3 separate regions of the Sus scrofa genome follow, and regions 1 and 3 are each linked to region 2. The links are chromatin contacts, called in public HiChIP or PLAC-seq maps. All regions are on one chromosome and are shown on one strand. The core of a region is the stretch at or near the end of the contact, and the rest is flanking DNA. Distances in the headings are between cores, read along the strand shown.

Region 1 (3,209 bases), core at 459-2,958, 800 kb before region 2:
GACAAAGGTTGGACTATGACCAAACACAACACTGGATTCCTCACATGCTATAACACAATCTAATATTTACCAAACCCTTTCTGTGTGCTAGGCATGTGCTAAATGCTTTACGCACATTATTTAATTCTCATAACAATCCTAAGAGTTACCTAACGTCATTCGCATTTTGCAAAAGAGGAAGCTGAGATACAGAGAAGTTAATGCCCAGAGTTTTACGAGACTGAGCTGGGAAGTGAACCCAGAAAATTTCCAGAGCGTGCAGTGCACTATCTAGTGATAAAGTATAAAGATAAGCGATAGAGCGAGGTACATATGAGTGTAGGTGAAGGAAGGAGGTTCGTAAAGTAAAAAGCCTCAGGACCAAGACAGCTGAGATACCAAGACATGAGGTACGGTGTTATTTTCCACCCGATTCTTCTTTTCTGCCTTATTTTCTACTCCCATGTTCTTATTCTTATATTTAATATAGTTCCCTGCTGGGAGTTCCGACGTCCCAGCCTGAGGCTGATGGCGTAACCCAGGCGCTAAACAACCTGTTGAAAGGAGTGGGGCAAATCCGGAGTAACCACGGTAACAAGGGCGTGGCGAGGACCCTGCGCAGGCGCGCTACACCACACGCCCGCCCGCCGGCCCCTCCCCTCGGCTCCGGACTTCACCAGCTGGTGGGGAGTCTGGGGCGTGGGACGTGGGCAAAGGGTGGGGGCGAGGGCCTGGGCTGGGCGCCTGCGCAAACGCCTGGGCGCTGGTGTGATCGAGCTCACGTAGCGAGGGTTGCAGTTGCCTCCTCCCTAGCGCTGCCGTCGCGGCCTAGAGGTTATAAAAGGGCTAACTGGCTCCCTCTGCTGCCCAGTCAAGCCACCAGCGGGCTTAGAGAAGGGAGCCGGCTTGACTGAAGGCGGTCGAGGACTGGAGAACGCGCAGCCCTCCCCTGCCACTTCTCAGGTGAGACGCTTCTCCGACCTTGGAGAATGAGGATGAAGTCCTTGGGTAGTCGTTGGCTACTGAGGCTGAAGTTCTTGGGCAGCCGCGGCCCTTCTCGGATGGCTCTGGGGGGTCTGGTCCCTGCCCTCTCTGGTGGGATGGCTCGGGGGCAGGGGTTCCCTGGTTTACTACCGCAGTACCTTCTCCTCTGTACCTTCCCCAGGTCCAGCGCCCCGCGCCTCCTGGTTGTCCCAGAGGCCCTTCCGCCCTCCTCGGTGCTCCCCTTCCCACCTCCTCCCAGATTGGCGTCCCCGACTGTTGGGGCTGCGGCAGCCTCTGTCTCCGCCCCGGGAACCAGTACTTTCTTGAATATTCCTTCCCGAGGAGGGGTAACCCTGTTGATTTTCCCGAGCTCCACTCTTACCTGGTCCTCGCTTGCAAAGCTGACGGGTACGCGACGGTTTTCGGCCTCCAAATCAGCAGATGGTTAGCATGTGGCAGTGGAGAACTGATTTTAAAGCTTAGAGCTCACGCCGAAGCACTCGGGCGTTTTTACCCCGCGGAAGAGTTGTCGGGTCTAGGAAGCGGACATACCCGGGGAAGTTCAGGCTCATCTGTTGCGCGCAGCGGTGCAGCCCGAGCAGTTAGACGTAGCCCCGGGCGGCGAGTTTCGGGCGGCTGGGTAGGGAAGTCGGCTGTCAGATTCTCAGTCAACCGGGAAGCTAGTCTTCTTCCTTCCTTCTGCCACATAAAAATTTTAAAGGTACATGAGCTTCTCTCCCTCCCCACCCCCCTCTGCTCTTTCACAGCAGAATCTGATGCTTTTAAAAGTCCATCAGGAAATCGAATTCTGTGTTTGTGCGAGAACTTTGAGTTAAGCGAATGGCCCCCAGATGTATGTTTTAAGGGGGAGGAAGAGTGGTATCATAAGTATGAGACTATTTCTCCTCAGTCATCGAATGTATTAAATACAGTTCAGTTTTTAGACACTAACGTCTTTGGCGTTCCGACAGAGTGGAGAAGATTCTTGGAATTTTGCACTGTTTGCTTTAAGGGACGAAGAACCTAGATTTCCTTTTAGGAATTGATCTAAAAGGCCAACGAGGCTTGCCAGTTTCAACTTAACTGTTTCTTGTTTCTCTAAGAGCTGTGGCTCTTGGACTTTCCCTTGGAATGCACTCTGAAGGGATGAAATAGTCACTTCTGAGTGGGGGAAGGGAAAGACGTGGCAGCAGTGTTCTTTCATCAACTTTAGGCTCTTTTTTTTTTGATACAGGTTTTGGGAAGAAAGTATTTCCCCTTTTAGATTTAGATGTAGCTTATGAATGAGGCTAGTCTTTATCTAAAATAATAAGAAATATACTGTCCTTGTAGCTGGAACATTGGAATCTAATATATAAAACATTTTAAAGGGATTTTTCTCATCAAGTATCTATGAAAAAAATGGATACCTTAGGCAGGAAATATTTTAGCTGAAAGTCAATAACCTTGAGTATGTTTTGCCTTGATTTAAAATTTGAGTAGACATTCAGTGATTTTTGTTTAACTTTGACTTTTAGCCTGTGAATATAATTTCTAAATCTTAACTGTGAACTTCACATTTTACCTTTTCTTTCTGTGAGAAGTGTAGGTTTTGTCACTTACCTTTAAAAGTCATGTCAGTTTTGGTTTTGGAACATTATGCCTTCAGTCCCTTGGTAGCTGATAGCTGATGCCAAATGCTTCTTTGAGATTGAACTTAGTTACTAGGGAAAGGACTGCTTTGTGTCTTTAGGTGAATAATGCTATTTGATGTCTTTAAATGAGTTGTATTTTGAGGTACTGAAAGCCAGGGACTTTGGTAGGCAGATAATGGTGTTGACCATTTTGTATCTTGGAAACATGTAGTGAAAAAAACAGATGAAAGGCATTCCCTTTCAGTGCAGCAGGTTAAGAATCCAGTGTTATCACTGCAGTGGCTAAGGTTGCTGCTGTGGCATGGGTTCAGTCCCTGGCCCGGGAACTTCCACATATCATGGGCGTGGCCAAAAAACAGATTGAAAAAAATATGCAACACTTAATTACTGCAGAAAAATTTAGACAGTGTAAAATTCTACTAAAAAAATAAAGCATTAGGAAGTTCCCGTTGCGGCTCAGCTGTAATGAGCCCAGCTAGTATCCATGAGGATGCAGGTTTGATCCCTGGCCTCACTCAGTGGGTTAAGAATTCGGCATTGCTGTGAGCTATAGTGTAGGATGTGGATAAGGCTCAGATCCCCAGCTGCTGTGGCTGTGGTGTAGGCTGTCAG
Region 2 (2,943 bases), core at 232-2,731:
CTAGGGAAACAGTAGGTTCCCCCCAGCTCAGCCTTCCTCCCCTCAGGTGGCTGTTGTCAGTTTTCTAACGACAGGCAACAGGCCCTCAGCTCCTGCCTGCCAACGTCCACCCCAAAAGTTCAACTGTCTCTGCCATGGGGGCAGTGTCGGCCCCCAGGCCCAAGTTCAACATTCTTCAATGAGCAGCTGCTCGGAGCTGTACAGCTTCTTCTTGATGACTCGGAAGCCAGTGCTCAGCGTCAGGGACTGGCTGAAGCCGGGGACGAAGGGAGAGTTGGCGGAGCTAAACAGCCCCTGGATCTTAGGCCAGAGGCGTGAGTCCAGGCGCAGCACGAGGGTCAGCTGGAAGGTGGGCACAAGGCTGGGGTCGAGGGCCAGCTGGCCCACGCTGTGGCAGCTCTTGCCCTGCTCTACGCAGACGTCCAGCAGCGCCCCCCGCAGGCCGCACGGCTCACTATAGGCCAGGCGCAGCAGTTCTTTGCCCACCTGGCTCACCAGCTGGCCGGGCATCAGCAGGCGCGCGGGGCGCCGCGAGCCCAGCCGCGCCTGGGCCAGGCTCTCCTGCAGCAGCTGCATCAGGCTGGCACACAGGTGCTCATCCTCAGGGTCGCTGAGCAGCTCGAAGTCAGGCAGGGACACCCCATCCAGGTATGCAGAGTCTGGAAGGGAAAGCACATAGGGAAGGAAGGTAAGAGCAGTTCCAAAAGGAGGAGGTGCTGTTTCGCTAAGAAAGCAGCACTCCTCTTGCCCCTCCGTGCCTCAGTTTCTGCCGCACACTCATCATACCCTATGCTTCAACCCCCTCCTCTGGCCTGTCCCCGCTCTGCGATCTGGATTCTGGTGGCCTACGAAGCCAAGGTGGCTTTGACTCTTTTCAGCGAGGTCCTTTCTCACCTTCCCCGCCCCTCGAGTCGCGTCCGGCCCTCGCCCGCGGCGGCTTACCTTCCTCCGGCCCAAAGCCACTGTTGCTGCTGTCCAAGGACTCGCAGTCCGAGCTCTCCAGGCTCGCGCAGCGACCGAGCCCTTCTTCCCGGGCCGCTGACCCCCAGGCTGAACGCGGAGGCTGATTTGGGGTGGGAGTTCGGGACAAGGACGAAGACGAAGAGGAGGAGGACGACGAGAAGCGATCCCAAAGGTTAGGCATGGTGAGGACGGACGCCAGGACGTTTGCAGATGAGCTCACCGGTGCTGGAGCGCAGAAGACGCTGTAAGACAAGAGCGACACGGGCCCGGCGTCAGTCTGAGGGGTGGACCAGACTCAGAGCGCTACGACCCCCGCGGCTGAGGCCTCCCTGCTCATCGATCCGCGCACACACAGAAGGGACACTCACCAGCTAGAGCAGTTAGCGAGAACTGCTCTGACGAGTGCGTACAGCCGCTTGACCGCTTGAATGGGTGCGCGAACTGGTGCCAACCCCCGAGCTCTGCCCAGACCTGTCCCTTCTCCTCAGCCTCACCTCCCCCTCGGCCTGCCTCGGTCCCTAGCACCAGCGCCGAGGGACCTATAAGGACTAGCGCGGGGAGGCCACACCCCTTCCGCGCCACGGCCCAATCCAGACCCGGGAGTGTGGCCCATCTCGGCCAATGGACTCCGGGCGCACGTTCGCAACGTTCTCTCCTGCCCGGTGACAGCCGCCTGGCCCCGCCTCCGTTGAGCCCCAGAAAGCTCTCGGCGGAACCCCCGAGCCACGGCCACGCCCCCTTTCTGGAAGGGATCCGCGGCGGCGGCGGCGGCGGCGGCGGCGGCGGCTGCAGCTGCCAAGGTCCCCGAGGGCGCTCGCGGCAGGGGAGGATCAAGGAAAGACTTGTTTATTATAGGGTCGTATTGCTGGGGGAGGGGTTAGGCCGCGGCCGCGCGGGGGAAGAGGCAGGGGAACTTGAGAGGGCAACAGGCAAGGAAAACGGTTGCCCTCAGCTTGTGGGAGCCTGCGAGCTATGGGTACAACTAGGAGCAGGGCTGGATGCCCGGGGGAGCAGACGTTAACCCAGCCCACTCTCGCGCAAGTACCCCACACTAACCTTCCTTACCAGGGGTCAGGATATGGGGGTGGGGCCCCAAAACAGCAGCTCAGAGCACTCTGCTCCCTTTCTGGGCGGCCGCACTTGCCTACTTGCCCGTTACTCTACAGACCCAGAGGATGGATTAATGAGGGGGGGCGGTGTCCATGCCCCCGATGTGAGCCTAGTTTCCTAACCGCGTCAGCGCCCACCCTCCAGCTGCCTTCAAAGACAGGGTTTGGGGAATGTGGTTGAAGGAATATTGATAGGCCCCAGTTCCTGGCGCTTGGTCCGGGAGCTGCGAACTGGGACCTACATCAGACGGACACACTGACCCACCCGCCGGCCCTACCGACCGACTGCGGTGCAGCAGTGCCTCCCCAGCCAGCTGCAGCTTAGAGGCCTCAGGCATCCGCCGGGTCCTAGCGCCCCTCTCTACCAAACGCTTTGTGTAAAAGACCTGGAGAGTTGCGTCAGGACCGAGGAGCTAGGTCTCCAGAAAAGCCCCGGAGTGCAATCGCCATCCCCTATTTCGTCATGCACACTGGGCCCCAAGAAATCAGGCCCGACGGCGGTGCTCAAAGAGTGACAGAGGTTGCTGACGGTGGGAAGAGGTTCGGACGGATTCGACCTTTATTTATTTAAAGGTTCATCAATCTGGGACACAGGATTCTGATGGAAGAGAGAACCCAGCTTACATCAGATGCTCCCTCCCGTCCCGGGGCGGGCCAGAGCCTAACCAGATCAGACTGGCAGGCCTCGCCTAGGGGCAGACTTGCGCGTGACCGAAGACACTTACAGGAGTAGTCGGGCCACTGCCACTCCCCCCCCCCATTAAAATTAAAAAAAAAAAAAAAAAAAGGCTGACCGGTGGGCCTTTTGGGCAAACCAAGACTTAAGACTGTAAAGCACCAGAATTCAAACCTTGCATCCCACTCCCACTTT
Region 3 (3,249 bases), core at 50-2,549, 950 kb before region 2:
ATCAGTTAGGGGAACTGATGTGAAATGGGTATTACTTTGAGCTACTGAGTTTCTGCCAACTCGACTACTGTTGTCTGTCTTTTTTAAAAGATTCGTATATATACAACTTCCTGTGTGGGCTCATCCTCTCCCTGATTTCCAAAGTTTTCTCTAACCCTGGCCTTGCTTTGGATTTCCAGGCCCAGATTTTTCACCATGTTTTAAATGATTGCATCAGCCTATCTTGCTACTACCTCAAATCCAACATGCTTTAGAAAACCTTTGCTTCTGAAGTTGACCTTTTTTTTTTTTTTCTTTTTTTTTTTTTTTGCGGGGATGGGAGGGGGACGTGCCTGCAGCATATGGAATTACCAAGCCAGAGAAAGAACCCGGACCAGAGCAGTGACATGAGCTGCTGCAGTGACAAGGCTGGATCCTTAACCTGCTGCACCACAAGAGAACTCCCCCAAAGCTTGTGTTTTTATTAAGATGATTGTTGGATTATATTATCTCCACCAAAGTGGAGGAGCTGTTAAGGTGAATAGGAATGATTCTGTAATAAATGTCAAATCTAGACTCTCAGATTAAAAAAGTTTTTAAAAGATTGGTATTTTGTGTTTTTTGTTTAATGTAGGCTTATTTATTGCAGGACTCAAGGGAAAGTCCCTTCCCAGCAGTTCCGCCACCTGTAGGATGCAAAATTATTTGGGCCTTAGAGCTCTATATACTCTTGTCAAATCATCATTGGAAAAGAGCAAATCTATTTAATCTTTAGGTTAAACCATGTGAAATTGCCAAACGCCAATGTTAGGCTTTTTTTTTTTTTTTAAACTGAAAAAAAGCAAAAAAACAGCATTGCAGGAGTTGCCCGCTGTGGCGCAACGGGATCAGCAGCATCTCTGGAGTTCTGGGACGCAGGTTCAATACCTGTCCCCTGCACGTGTTGCACATGTTGCCGCAGCTGTGGAGGTGGTCACAACTGGGGCTGGGATCTGATCCCTGGCTCGGAAACTCCATTTGCCGCGGGGCGGTCGAAAAAACCCCACCAAAACAACAATGCATAGATTCAGCTTAATATGATGAACGTTCCTTATACTGCATAAACTGAGCGGGGATTTTGAGAATATAGCTGCCAAGTTTCGAAAATAAGGGGAGTCGGGCCGCGGAGGAGAGGGCGGGGTAGAAGGAGATCCCCTAGGTCAGAGAGATCTGGGACGCCGTAGCCACACCCTGTCTCTACCTCGGCTGACGCCAGCTTTAACCACGCCCCATTTTGCAGCCGTCGTAAAGTGTGGCGTCGAGACCCCGCCCCTTCCTGCGCCTCTTATGACGCAGGCGCCCTGGGCGTTTTGCGCGGGAAAAGGAAGCGGTGTAGTGTTCTGCTCTGTTGTAGGGACCTGCTGTTTTCAGTGAGGCTGCCGCCCGCTCTGCACCACTACCAGCCATGGGACTTCTGGAGCTGTGCGAGGAAGTATTCGGAACCACCGACCTATACCGAGTGTTGGGCGTGCGACGCGAGGCCTCAGACGGCGAGGTCCGACGTGGTTACCACAAAGTGTCCCTGCAGGTGCACCCGGACCGGGTGGGCGAGGGCGACAAGCAGGACGCCACTCGCCGCTTCCAGGTACGCTAGACCCCGCTCCACCCGCCGCCCGGGCTTCTTTCCGTCTCCTGGCCGCTTAGCGCCGCCCGGGTGAAGTAAGCGGAACCCGGCCTGGCGTTTTCTAATCTTTTTTTTTTCCGCGGTGTTGTTCCAGTGAGGGGGCAGGGGTGACTTCTGGATGCTCTTTCCCGCAGATCCTCGGGAAGGTCTATTCCGTTCTGAGTGACAAAGATCAGAGGGCAGTGTACGATGAGCAGGGAACTGTGGACGAGGATTCTGATGTGCTCAGCCAAGATCGGGACTGGGAGACCTATTGGAGATTACTCTTTAAAAAGGTAAAGAACTCTGGAGATTTCCTTGTGACTGTTACCATCATTCATTCAACGAAGATTTATTGGATGCCTCTAAGGTCTTGCACTTTGTATTGTGTAAAAATGAGGAAATTTTTATTTGGCTTCGATATATTAATAAATACCCACAGGCATTCCTCAGGAGATACCTATCTAACCTATTGATCTTGAGGAAAGACAAATTTAACTATTAGGTTGAACCATGTGTATGTGTGAAACCATACACATACACACACTTAACTGAAATGGATCTTTAATCATCTGTTGATGTAGAATGATTATAGTAAAAGGGGGGCATTTAATTTTTTTTACAAGATGTGCTTTATTTTACATATCTAGATGCAAGTTTTGAGTATTTTCCTGGGTCTCTTCCCAACTTTGAAAACTTCACTTAAATTTTTCTGATCTGTAGCTTAGCAGTTGTAAAGGTCGGGCTGAGAGAACTCTGGAAAATCTTTGGCGTAGAAAATTTGGTTCCTTAAAACAGTTTCAGCTCAAGTAACGTGTATTGGGGAGAAGCATTTCAAGACCTAAATTTAGTTTTTACTAGAGTTCCTTTTATTTAAAATAAAATTCTCAAAGTTAAAGCATATATCTCTCATTTGTTCAGATATCTCTAGAGGACATTCAAGCTTTTGAAAAGACATACAAAGGTTCTGAAGAAGAGCTGGCTGACGTTAAACAGGCCTATCTAGACTTCAAGGGTGACATGGATCAGATTATGGAGTCTGTGCTGTGTGTGCAATACACAGAAGAACCCAGAATAAGGAATATTATACAACAAGCTATTGATGCTGGAGAGGTCCCATCCTATAATGCCTTTGTCAAAGAATCGAAGCAAAAAATGAATGCAAGGAAAAGAAGGGTAAGATTTTGAATGCTCTTTGTTATTTATATCTTGACTGCTTCCGAAAAGAATTTGAGGATATTTACAGTAATAAAAATACATAAAAGAAAAAGAAAATATATCTAAGACCACTGAGGACTTCTCTGGTGGTGGCCTAGCAGTTAAGGACTCTGTGTTGTCACTGCTGTGACTCAGGTCACTGCTGTGGCTTGGGTTCAGTCTCTGGCCCAGGAACTTCCCCATGCTATGGGTGTGGCAAAAAAAAAAAAAAACAAAACAAAAACAGAAAACACTGAAAAAAGGATAAGGGTTAACTTTATACTAGTTTTCATCTAATAAAATGAGCATATCAGCTCATTAAGGGAACCTTTTTTTTAACCTACTATGTTGTGCTCAGGAGGATTTTATGGCATGGATTATTTAGATAATCAATATTTTAAAGTAGCACTGAAATATTCTTCATATGGGCC

The links. HiChIP or PLAC-seq counts read pairs in DNA pulled down with a chosen protein or histone mark.
Region 1: an H3K27ac HiChIP or PLAC-seq map of alveolar macrophages shows a contact between it and region 2. The contact joins the promoter of NUDT13 here to the promoter of DDIT4 in region 2. A contact is called at or near these places in 2 of 2 datasets of contacts at active chromatin or transcription factors (alveolar macrophages and skeletal muscle).
Region 3: an H3K27ac HiChIP or PLAC-seq map of skeletal muscle shows a contact between it and region 2, with 3 times the contacts expected there. The contact joins the promoter of DNAJC9 here to the promoter of DDIT4 in region 2. A contact is called at or near these places in 1 of 5 promoter capture datasets (fetal liver) and 1 of 2 datasets of contacts at active chromatin or transcription factors (skeletal muscle).

The regions. Positions count from the first base shown.
Region 1 is chr14:75,916,555-75,919,763 of Sscrofa11.1, reverse strand. NUDT13 (nucleoside diphosphate-linked moiety X motif 13) reads right to left here and starts at 1,708. Exons shown (of 12, transcript XM_021074324.1): 1 at 1,346-1,708. It overlaps P4HA1 (prolyl 4-hydroxylase subunit alpha 1), which reads left to right and starts at 862. Exons shown (of 15, transcript NM_001097435.1): 1 at 862-942.
Region 2 is chr14:75,116,246-75,119,188 of Sscrofa11.1, reverse strand. It overlaps DDIT4 (DNA-damage-inducible transcript 4), which reads right to left and starts at 1,481. Exons shown (of 3, transcript NM_001243452.1): 1 at 1,332-1,481; 2 at 943-1,205; 3 at 1-659. The coding sequence starts at 1,144. The coding sequence ends at 166.
Region 3 is chr14:76,068,351-76,071,599 of Sscrofa11.1, reverse strand. It overlaps DNAJC9 (dnaJ homolog subfamily C member 9), which reads left to right and starts at 1,299. Exons shown (of 5, transcript XM_003483498.4): 1 at 1,299-1,603; 2 at 1,777-1,917; 3 at 2,543-2,797. The coding sequence starts at 1,424. MRPS16 (28S ribosomal protein S16, mitochondrial) reads left to right here. Exons shown (of 4, transcript XR_001301010.1): 4 at 323-583.